Regions from separate parts of the Sus scrofa genome. Here region 2 is linked to region 1. Evidence: chromatin contacts called from public Hi-C data. All regions are on one chromosome and are shown on one strand. The core of a region is the stretch at or near the end of the contact, and the rest is flanking DNA. Distances in the headings are between cores, read along the strand shown. Region 1 overlaps OSR1 (protein odd-skipped-related 1). Region 2 overlaps LOC106509892 (a long non-coding RNA gene).

Region 1 (6,129 bases), core at 166-2,665:
GCAGTGGGTCCTGGGACAAGCCAGGAAGGTTTTTGCGGGCAAGATCGGGCCCCGCATAGGGGCCGCGGCGGAGAGTTACTCCGGGTTGTGGGCAGGGTACAGTGAAGGGCCCCGGGCCGCCCCTCCAGGCCTGTCCAGCAGGGGGCAGCGTGGCTCCGAATGCTGCACTTCCAAGCCGTCCCGGCCAAGGCCACAGAGATAAACCGGGTTCTGGAACCGCAGAGTTCAAGCCCGCCGAGGGCGAGGAGGCATCCCCAGAGGAGGTGGGAACGGGCAGCGAAAGGCTAGAGCACTTTAACTTCCACAGCCCTAGCCGCCCTCTTTCTCAAACCAGAGGGCCCTGCCTGAGGCTGGGACTGGGGGTCGCCGTTGCAAGAAAGCTCGGCGCAGCGGTCTCCGCAGCCGCCGAGTGCCGAGCACAGAGGCTGCGCTCGGCTCGGGAAAGGCCGCGGGCGCCACCGCCTGCGCCGCCGCGCGGTCAGGATGCTGGAGCTGGGGGAGCCCCGCCCCGCCCCAAGCAGGAGAGCCCCCGGCGGCCTGGCCTCTAATTGTGGGAAAACTAGGCGCCCCAGGGATGGTTCAACTCGTGGAGGGCGGACTCAGATTTCTCCTCCTAAACTCTCCGGGCCTCCCAGGGTGCCCGCTCCCGCCCCCGCCATTCCTGACAAGGCTTTTAAAACTGCAGGGAATCTTCGCGGGCGTGGAGCCGGGCTCTGGGCTGGGGACAAGCCCAGCCAGAGAACTGTGTCAGGGGCATCGTAAAGGCGGGAGGGATGTAGGTTTGGGGCTTTGCAGAGGCAGCTGCCTATTGGGGCCCAGGGGTCTGAACCCGTCGGAGGCTGTCCGTGAGGGCCCTTCCTTCCCTCCCCGAAGTAGAATCAAGAGGCCATAGGGAGACTTTTGGTCGGCAAGGTGGGTGACATTCTGTCCCTTAGTGGACCCTAAGCGACCCCTGCACCTGGTTGAGATTTCCCAGGGCTGGAGTAGCGGCTTCTTTGTAAACTCAGAAGCTTTTGATGGGGAGATTCGAAGTGGGGAGACTGAGACCCTAAAACCGAAGTGGGGGAGAAAAGTAAAGTAAACTCGGGTGGGGTCCGAGGTAGGCCAACACCGGGAGGGAGGAGAGCTTCTGCACCCACGCCAAACCGCCGACCCCCAAAAGGGGAAGGTTCTGGAAGTGGGACAGATTGGGATGGGCAGCGAAACCCCGCTCGCCTCAAAGAAAGGGACCGCCAGTTTTCTGCGTTGGGGAGGGAAATTACCCATCCTGCAATGCCTGTAAAATAGCCGTTTATTTAATATTTTTTAAAAACTCCAGTGATAAATGTCCGTTACCGATGGTCAGCATAAAGTGCCAATCGCAATCCATCGCCCTGCTCCTGGCCCGCTGCTCGCTCGAGGTGACGGGGCGGCGGAACAGGGGAGCCGGAAGCCCGGCCCCTCCAGCCCCAGGGCCCCAGGCTCCCTCCCCGCCCTCCGAGTCCAGGAGCCCACCGCCCGCTGCGCGGCGGGAGCTGGGAGGGCGCTCCCCGGCCCCGGGATCCCGGGGCCGGCCGCCGAAGCAGATACAGGGATTACACTTTTGCAGGCTCCCGGGGGTGGGGAGGGGGGCGGGAGGAGGGGTTGGAAGCTGCGAGAGCACAGAACTTCCTTCCCACTCCCCTCGCTCTCCGCCGTCAGAGTTACAAGCTTATATGGTCAAAGAAAAAAAATAATAAAGAAAACGTATAAAATAACAATAGAAAAAGTAATACTTCTGGGAGAGGCGCCGCTGCGGCTCCGCGAAGCTTTCGTTCTTTTTTAAATGCAGTTTCCCTTCCGCCACGTGAGTACCGCCTTTTGGCCAAGAGTTTAGCCGCGTCCTGGGGGAGCCGCCCGGGCGGCCGGGGTCACGGCCCGGGGCGAGGCTCTGGAGTTCCGCGTGCGCCGGGGACCCAGGGGACACGTTTGGGACGGGGAAGGTCCAGGGAGCCCCTCCCGCTGCCCGCCAGAGTCGCCTTCGGCTTCTGTCCCTTTGGAGGAGGGGGTGGCTAGACCCAGGGTCCTGGTGCCCTGGAGGCTCTATTTAGCATTTGATCTTGGAGGTTTTGAGCTCCTTCACCTGTGAGTGTAGCGTCTTGTGGACAGCGAGAGTCCTGGACTGGCAGAATCCTTTCCCGCACTCTTGACACTTGAAAGGCTTCTCTTTGGAGTGAATATATCTAAGGGCAAAAACAGACAGAGTTAATCCTTGCAAAATGATGCAATGGTATAAACAGTTATCCAAGATCCCTTCCCACTGCAGTGAGGCGCTTGCCCTCAAAAGGAAGGAGCTTGTGGGTTCCTAGTGTGCAGCTGGCAAACGCTGAGTTTGAGGCTGCAGTAAAGAGGTGAGGGAGACACTGGGGCACCATCTGATCCATCTGAACCCAACGCAGGTCTAGCTCAGCTGAGGTACCACCTTCCCAACCAGGGGCCAGCCCCTGCCTCTTTACAAGGCCTGAGTCAATGCTGAAGGTCAGGGAGGGGACCTGAGTGGCAAACCTGCTGGGGCTGTGCTGTCCAAGAGGAGAGCCCCCAGCCACAGGTGGTTATTAAAATTAAAATTCAGCAAAGCCAAAAAGTCACTTTCTCAGTCACACTAGTTGCTCATTTCAAATGCTCAACAATCACATGTCACACACGTCCATCAGCACAGAAACGTCCATTGCACAGCGCGGAGGCTGGAGGAAGCTGTGCCTGTCTGGAGCTTAAGTCCTCTTCAGCCCCTGTTCTCCATCCCATGCTCCAGGACCCCATCCCTGAGATTTGTGTGGTTTCCTTGGAGATCTGGGGGAATCCCAGAAACTTAGCGGGTTTGAAACCAGTGGGGGGTTGTCTCATGAACCTCGCTGGGCCTTAGGGAGGAGGATGGTGAGGACGAAAGCTGACAAACAGCTCTCTTTGGGGCCACCCGCAGTAACGCACCTGTGGTCCCTTAGGTGGTCTTGCCTCCGGAAGGCTTTGTGGCAGATGTCGCATGTGTAGGGCCGCTCATCTGTGTGCGTCCGCTCATGGATAAGGAGGTTGTAGGACTTCGTGAAGTGGCGGCCACAGAATTTGCATACGAACTCTTTCTTGGTTTTGGAAGGCAGGCGTCCCCTCGTGGGCTTCTTTTCTGGGGACAGCTTGGTCACATCCAGGAGGGCACCCAGCCCACTGGCAGGGGAACCGGGACCCTCCCCTCGGCCAAGCTTGGAGGGATCTTCTTGTGTGGCGGCCAAGGCCAGGTTGGCAAAATCAAAGCGCGGCTTGGTCTTGAGAGCCCCGGGCCCGCTGCCTCCAGCAGTGATCTCTGGCTTGGGCTGGATGACATGAGGGAACCAGGGAAAGGCGGGCAGCTGGAAGCGCCCGTCCACCAGGCTGGACACAGCGCCCGGCACTTTAGAAAAAGAGGAGCGCGGCAAGTGCATAGTGGGGTAGCCCAGCGTCCACTGGTGCAGGTGCACCGCGTGCAGTGCACTGAAACCATACAGGTTGGGCAAGTGGTCCGAGGGCACTGTGGGCAGGCCGTTCACTGCCTGAAGGAAGGAGTAGTTGGTGAGCTGCAGGGATGGGTGGATGGGCACCGGCGCTGGCAAGGTTTTGCTGCCCATGGCGGTCGTGGCAGTCTGTCCTCAATCTCGATCTGCAAGGAAAAGACGAAGGGGGAAGAGGAGAGGAACAGAGAAGTTCAGGGTAGGTGCCCTCCTCTGAGTTCCAGCCTGGCCACACCCTCTCCGTCTTCCTGAGCAGGGGCTGGGAGTCTAAGACCCCAGCCAAGGAACTCACTGCCCTCACGGAAAAGACAGGAACTGTCTGTGGTTCGAGCACGCCTTCCAAATGGCCTCCGGCAGAGACAGGCAGAGACACACAACGGATACAGAAACCAAACTAAATCTTATGCAGTGCGACCAACTTAAAATGAGAGCCTATGGTGTACAGGATACTGAGAAAGGCAGAAACACGGGGGAAGTGGTGTGCAGAGACTTACATCCAGGCAAGCCCGGGTCAACACAGAATCACACTCTCCTGTGAAGATAACAGAAACTTGGAAGCACACTTACACACTCACGGGCAGACAGACAAACATTGAAATACACACTGACAGATAAACAGGGATTCACACATTCTGAAGCAGAGTTGACAACGAGGTGCAGAGATAAACTGGGAAAACCAGTATTGTGCTACTGAATAAAATGCAGGGAGCCATGCGTGTGGACACACACAGACACACACACACACACACACACACACACACAGGGGCTCACAAAACACATACAAAGAGCCTCACAGATATACAAACGCACACAAATCCACACATCTCCCAGCTCTTATGCATTAAGCTCTACTCACTGACCTCCAAACCTGGCTTCTAGAAGCAGTGTCATCGTCTTACAACTCTCAACTTTGACCTTAAATTTGCTTTTCGGCCTCACTTTAAACGAGCCCTTTTGACACCACACTCTCTGCAGCTGTTTGCAGACTGACTCCCTTCCATGGCCTTTGGGCATCACCTTCATTTCACTGAGGACACTGACACCCACACTTACTCAAACATCGACAGTCACCAGTCACCTATAAGGGGCTTCAGAGCACCCCTCAGCCCATAGAAAAGAGGGTAGGGTCTTTGGGCTCTGAGGATGTTTGTGCCTGTGGTGAGCCCCCTGGGCAGGTGGGTTTGCCTAGGAGCTGGAGCACTGAGGATGGGCCTCGGCTGCTGTGGGCTACCCACCCTCCAAATGCAAGGCCTGGGAGCTCAGGCAAGGCCTGCTGATGTGACAAGGATCCTGGCACCTCCTGGCCTCTTTGGTCAGGGTCTCTAGCCTCTGGACTCTGCAGAGACCTTTCAGGTCTGTGCCTTCCAGACACTCCTAACTCAGGTCTGTCCAGTGGAGGCAAAAACAAGGAGAAGGAAAGCCAAAATTACAGAAGACTTTGGGACACTCAAGAGCTGAGCTCCATCTCAAGGACTCACTGTGGCAGCAGGCAGCCTGGGAATCACTTCTCCTTTGCCAGTCTCAACGCCCTGCCACCCACTTCTCCAACTCTTCTGTTACTCCTTATTTCCCCTCTCCACTGGCTCAGATCTTTCCTCCATCCTGCAGCAAGTCTCAGACACTGGGATGGGCAGGCCCCGGCTCTGTTCCCTCCACAGCAGGCAGGGACACCACCCAGGCAGCTTCCGCAGCCTAGCTTACCCTCAGCCCAGGCCATAAGGCTCAGGCTGCCTTTCAGTACAGAGAAGCTTTTAATGTGAGGGTTGTGCCTGCAGGTCCCAGAAGAGTGAGGACAATCTTGACCTAGAAACCCTTTCCTTTGGAAGCTGGCAGGAAGGTCACTCTCCGATCCTTGGGCCACGAGGAAAGAGGCTCTGCTGGGGGCAGAGGGTGCAAAACACTGAGAGTGCAGCAAAGATTTGCTTTCGCAGGTTAAATTAGCAATCGGGAATGAAAACTGAGCCAGGCCTGCCGCAATTAATTCAGCCTCGGGGCTAAGGGAGGCACAAAGCTGGGAGTGCCGGCGGGGACCCAGGCGACAGAGCCATAGCCTCTGCACCAGTCTTCTCCACTGCGCCAGGGACATGGGTCACGCCGGGGACAATCCGAGACCATCTTGTAGCGCTGAGACCCGACGAAGCAGAATATGAATTGGGCCAGAGAGAAAGCTGGAGCCTGTTTGGGTTGGGAAGGGGAAGGGGAAGGGGGGGAGAAAAGAGGAGGTGACTCGCCGACTTCAAAGGTCTGCCCAGACTTAGGCGAGGTGAGCGCTCTTTGATTTGCTGTCACTTCTCCTTCCCCCCCAGGCGCTGGAAATCAGATCCTTATCTCTGGCTCCCCGGGGCCCCGCCAGGCGCCGCCGGGGCCTCCACTTGCTCCTCTCGGGGCTCGGCCTACCCCCGGCGATGGCGGCGGGGCGCTGGGCTGCATCCGAGCCCGAGCCCGCTCCGTGCGGAGCGGGTGGGAGATCCCACCAACCTGGCCTACTAATAACCTGGCCTTTGCTTGCCCACCCTGAAGAGCAGAGAAGACTCTGGACTGGGTAAGGGGAGGGGGCGCTCGCAGCCAACACCGCTCTTGGGAGCCAACCTTTCCGGGCTATCCGCCCGATCTTGTTTCCCCCAACACTCCA
Region 2 (5,813 bases), core at 408-2,907, 440 kb before region 1:
CGGTTACTGTTATCTGGAGCCTCCAGCTCAGTCCACATAGCAACGATGATTTTTTTTTTTTTAAAGGAGCCACTTGATCTTTTGTGTTGTTACTTTTTCTCTTTTCATTTTCCTAAATTGGTCTGATTATCTGACTTGAACATGGAGATATTTCTTTTCCTTGGTGACAGGAAATAATGACATTTTTCTGGACTTTATTTTATTTTATTTTATTTTTTGTTTGTTGTAGAAATACCACAATTGCAATACTAACTTCTTATAACAGTGACAACAGTGCAATTTCTTATATGTTGCACTGTCCCAGGTTAAAATTTGGTAGTGAATAATTTGGGGCTAACTTGATTCTAATAGGAATTTGAGAACTTACTGTCATATACCTGTATGGTGCTAAGGAAAATACAGAAAGAGAAAAGAAGACTCCTGGCCTTGAGAAATTTATAGTCCTGCTTTCTTGGAAAATAGATACTCATGTTTTTATTATTTTTAGTTTTTTTTATATAGAGATAATTTTTTTATTTAAACAAGATTTGCAAAGACATTATAGGATATTCCCATATACTCTTCACCCAATGTCTTCTAATGCAACATCTTACATAACCATGATATCAAAATAACAGATTGACAGGGACGCAATACTATTAACTAAACTGTTAACTTAGAGACTTAACCCAGTTTTTCCACCAATACCCCTTTTCTGTTCTAGGATCCCACATATTGCTTTAGATGTTGTTCCTGCTTGGTCTCCTCCAATGGGTGACAATTTCTTGGTCCTTTAATGTCTTCCATGACCTTGACAGATTTGAAGAGCAGTGGTCAGGTATTTCATTGTATGTCTGTCCCTCTGTCTGTCTGTCCTTATCCTTTTAGTGCCTATTGAGAGTCAGCCTCTTTCAGAATGCTTCCTGGAGGAAACGTGCAAAGATTTAAAATAACATGGACTTAGAGTAAGAGCTAGAGGAGTTCCTCATTTTTGACATGAAAAAAATGAGTTCCAGGGTAGAAATCAAGGATTTTGCTCAAAGTGAGACAGTTGAGGATGTTGGATTAGAACAACCTGGCCTCCTGATTTCTGAGGCAATGTTGGAATTATCCCTCTTTCCTATTTGGAATTTGGGGGAAAATTAATTCCTGGGGAAGCCTGACCCCTGGGTATGCCCAGAGACTGAGCTCCACAAGCTTTCCTGCTCCCAGCACAGAGCCTGCTCTGCAAACACCCTTGAATTCAATCACGCTTCAGAGCACCAAAATGTTGTAAATGGCTGAAGATGCTTCTCCCAGATATGAGCTAAAACTGCATAGAAAGGTAAAAACTGGGCAAGTGTGAGTAAGATCAAGGGAGAAAAAAAGCCATATTGCCTGAACAACCTAAGATGCTTATAGCAGAGCCATGATTGTTGGCAGGAGGCCTAAGGAAGCTCCTCAGATGGTGGGTAATGTTCCCCATCCTGTGCTCTTCCTCACCCACAAACCTTCAGGAAAGGACCTGTCTTTCCCTCTATCTCAGAGCACTTTCTGCTGTCTTACTTCCTGAGGAATGAGTTCATAGAACTTGGCAGTCACAAATTCTCTCTTACTGGATCTCCATTGAGTCTCTCTGATTTCACACCCCATTTACTGAGGTCCAGAGAAGACCTAGCAAAGCACTATGATCCTCACACCTCAGTATTTTAATATGTGGAGTGAGTAATTGGGTCAAGTAGGCAATCCTTAGCCATCTAGAATCTTTGGGAGACTGTGTAAAACTGATTACAATGTGTTCTAGAAAGCAAGTTCATGCTCATCGTTAGTGCTTAGAAATTTGCACTTGATCCTCGATATTTTGTGTCGTCTTCTTGGATATAGAAGAGCCTTCTTTTGGCATCCTCTGTTGGCATCATCCCAATGTGTTGCAGGTACAGAGTGGATTCACCTTATGCTTTGGAGCAAATGCAGAGCAAGCAGGGAAATGGCCTGGGGGATAAGAGTCCTGGCTTCTGTTTTCAAGCATCCCATGACTATGTAGCTTTGGAAAAGCACCTGCACATCTGTGTTTCAGAGATGCTCCTAGCCATGCTTTTTTAGAGTTAACTTGACTGGCCATTTTTAAACTGGATAATAAAAAGGAATTTTAGAAGTTATCCTGATGGGGGTAGGGTTACTGAAGTGGGTCAGTCAAATCTTTTGTGGCAAAACATAAGTTTGGAATAATATTCCAAGTAATCTATTGCATAATATTAAAAAGTAAAGATTTTGCCATCGGTTGAACAAATCTGGTTTTAATACCAGCTCAGCCATTTACTCTGAGTTCCTGGGGCAATATGATAAACCTTTCTTCCTCTTTAAATCAGAAATAATAGGAGTTCCTGTCATGGCGCAGCAGAGACGAATGAAACTAGAAACCATGAGGTTGTGGGTTTGATCCCTGGCCTTGCTCAGTGGGTTAAGGATCTAACGTTGCTGTGAGCTATGGTGTAGGTTGCAGATGTGGCTCAGATCCTGCATTGCTGTGGCTCTGGCATAGGCTGGCAGCTATAGCTCCGATTTGACCACCAAACTGGGAACCTCCATATGCCACGGGTGTGGGCCTAAAAAGGATAAAAGTCAAAAAAAGAAAAAGAAACAAAGAAATAATAACTGTAACTCCCTCTGAAGTTACTGGTGAGGATTAAATGAATTATGGAGTGAAAATGCTTTGCACAGTGCCTGGTGCTTTTTAAGGGTGCTGTTGATTATAACAGCTCTTCCTTCTGTAATATTCTGTGGTTCTGAGACTTGAACCTGGAGGCCCTACTGGAGCACTGCCCCCACAGTCACTACTTTATTCAGGGTGAAGATAGTTTCTACACCTGAGATGTCAGACGCTAGCAGGACAGGTGTCAGCCCAACCTAGGAACTAGGAGAAAGGCCATGAAGGTGGTCCCTGCCATGCCATCATAGCTTGAGAGTTTGTGTGAAGGTGACAGAAGTTTTCTCGTGCTCTTTCAGTGGGTGGGAGACTTTGAGTGGTTCTGTTCTTGGTCCCCTCCTTCTTTTCTTACCCCAACTGAGCAAGGCTATTCTGGGGCTGTGTATTTTGGGAGCCATAATGAGGTACTTCTCATCATACCTTGCCATTTTCAGGCAGCTTTTACTAGCCGCCTGGACATGGGGACAACCTAGCAATTTAAGAGCTATAGTGGACCAGGCTGGAAATAGAGCAGCCAGAGCTGCTGCACAATGAGATGGGAGTGGGGGATTTGCATTGTCTGCTTTGTAAAAGAGGAAGGTTAGAATGACTTACAAATATGGACAGAAATGTTCACAGAGGACCAGAATCCAAACGCTCTTGTGCCTGGAGAATACAAAAGAACAAATGCTCTCTAAAGTAGCAAAGACCCAACTTCAGCGGATGTGGAGTGGAACGATGGGCTTTCTTCCTTTGCCAAAGTGTCAGGGCCGTCCAAGCTGCATGATCATGATTCATTTCGAGCTCAAGTTCTATAGACATGGGAATAGGTTTGAAGAAAGTAAAGCTGTCAGTCACATCAGCCTCTGAGGCAAAATGCTACCCATATAAATTCCTTCAAATTCCAACTGACCAATCATCCCTTCTTTTCCCCACACAACATTCTAGAATTTCAAAGCCCATCTTCCTGGACATGATTTTCCAAAGCTGGAGCACTTTCCTTTTTTAGCTCTGAAGCTAAGAAAGTATTCCATGGAGCAAATATTCCTGGACTCACAGTCTCACACCCAAAAAGGATTTATTTTCTGATGCCGTAATGCAGACTCTTTGGAAAAATATAAGTACGTATTGATGTCTAATTTAAAAAAATTACATTTCCTCTTCTGACTGGGGGACAAAGGAGAAAAATGCTGCATGCATTAACATTTAACTCAAATTTTCGAACACAAAATGTTGTTCAGGCTTCAAACTCAGGATAAAGGAAATGCTTGTCTCCAGGAGCTGACACTTCCCTGGTCATATTTCAGATACAATTAGCCTCCATTGATGGTGGTGGCTGATCTATCAAATGAGCAGCTAATCTTATCTGCTGTTCACAAATGGCTCAGATGGTAGCTTGTGACTTTGATTACTGGAAGACTGGACCCCATCAGACGGCTTTGCTCCAAACAGTGGTCCTTTCTGCCTCCTGTTCCTGGAGATCAAAGCACTCTCCCCTCTCCCTATCTGCAGGGAAGCTCATTAGAGGGAGGCTGTCAGGGTTATAATCATGCAACAGTTTTACTTCTGGGTTATAACGCTTTCCCCTTCTTATCAGCCTGTGAGGTCCAAAGTGAGAAGGATAAAGGAGGTACCGATGACATCTGATACATTTAATAGGCTTACTGGTGAATGCCTGGGCCCCAGCTCTCCGCCACTGCTGCCTCACTGACTACTTACTAAAGGACTTCCCTCCCCCTCAGACCTACAGGGATTGTACCTTATGGGGGGGTGGTGTTGGTGGAGGGGGAAGGGGGGAGGGATCCATTGTCCCCTAATGGTTGTTTTATTATAAGAACTATAGAAGCAGAAAATCGAATCAAATAGGAGTTTCTAAGTTCAAAGATATGCCTTTAAGTGTCATCTCTTTCACTCAATAGCTGTGTGCACTTGGAAATTTTGCTGTGATTTTCAGGTTTCCTTGTAAAATGTGTAAATTAATACTTTTCTCATTTGGACTTAATAGTCAGATCTCAAAGTTTCCTTCTTCTAGAAGTCTTCTCTGACAACCTGAGTTTTCACCCTTTCCCTCCCCCATCACCTACCTGAGTTAAAGCTCCTCCAGGCTGAGTCTCTCCTCCCTCTTCTGTCTTCCCATAGCCCCTGGGATTACCACTAATACCACACTTATCATGCTAGGCTTTCTGTTGACTTGTCTTTTTCTTCTCGGTAGACAGTGAAATCCTTAAGACATAGGCGGTCGAGGCTCTATGCATCAAAGGATGCCTCCAACAGACAAACAGTTGATGCTAAATGAGTGTTTGTTGTCCACAGTGAATAAAGTACTGATACTAATGTAATTTTCTTTTTTTATTTATTTTTTTATTTTTTCCCACTGTACAGCAAGGGGATCAAGTTATCCTTACATGTATACATTTTTTTTCCCCACCCTGGTTCTGTTGCAATATGAGTATCTAGACATAGTTCTCAATGCTACTCAGCAGGCTCTCCCTGTAAATCTATTCTAAGTTGTATCTGATAACCCCAAGCCAACGTAATTTTCAAAGTACAGTGGGACACAGAGCCTTTAGAGCTTCATAGGGCCCTATGTAGATGACCTAAGGTAGTAGTTCAAGGATAGGGCCCAAGAATCTACATTTCTAAAAAGTTCCCCACTTTGAGAACCACTGATGTGATCCAATCTTCCTACTTATAATTGAGGAAACTGAGATCAGGGTGGACAAGTGGCTTGTGCAAGGTCATATAACCAGAGGCACTCCTTATTTCTAAAGAGTTTATCAAAGTAAACTTGATCTCATATAGGGATCAATGTGTGTGTGTGTGTGTGTGTGTGTGTGTGTGTGTTGGAATTTACGGGAAATAGGTCTTATGTTTGTTAATTTATGTCTAGCTTCTCAAGACTTAAAACTTGTGTCTTTTAATTTTAAATCCCATGGCCATTTTTCAGCATGGTCATTTCACAACATGTTGTTTTCATGTAAAAAGCACTATAGTCATCCTGCCAAAATACTGGCTCAGTTACTATTTTGTTTGTTTCTTATATAAAAGAACCCAGCTAACAGAAAAATCAGAGACGGACTCTGAGTACCAAAGGACAGGCTTGGTCTCCCCGTCACTTGCTCCAGCATAATCTAGGTCAGGTCTTTACCCATCTCACTGGCGGGAATGT

Evidence for each region. A called contact is a pair of places that touch in the nucleus more often than the background predicts.
Region 2: a Hi-C map of omental adipose tissue shows a contact between it and region 1, with 1.7 times the contacts expected there. A contact is called at or near these places in 3 of 47 Hi-C or Micro-C datasets (fibroblasts, heart right ventricle and omental adipose tissue) and 1 of 2 datasets of targeted methods (skeletal muscle).

The regions. Positions count from the first base shown.
Region 1 is chr3:118,760,252-118,766,380 of Sscrofa11.1, reverse strand. It overlaps OSR1 (protein odd-skipped-related 1), which reads right to left. Exons shown (of 7, transcript XM_021087818.1): 6 at 2,947-3,646; 7 at 1,274-2,201. The coding sequence starts at 3,614. The coding sequence ends at 2,066. Among named protein-coding and RNA genes, the nearest start is that of OSR1, 390 kb to the right of the region's middle.
Region 2 is chr3:119,197,970-119,203,782 of Sscrofa11.1, reverse strand. The region is part of intron 4 of LOC106509892 (a long non-coding RNA gene); the gene reads left to right. LOC106509894 (a long non-coding RNA gene) reads right to left here. Exons shown (of 4, transcript XR_002342975.1): 4 at 2,536-5,813. Among named protein-coding and RNA genes, the nearest start is that of RDH14, 250 kb to the left of the region's middle.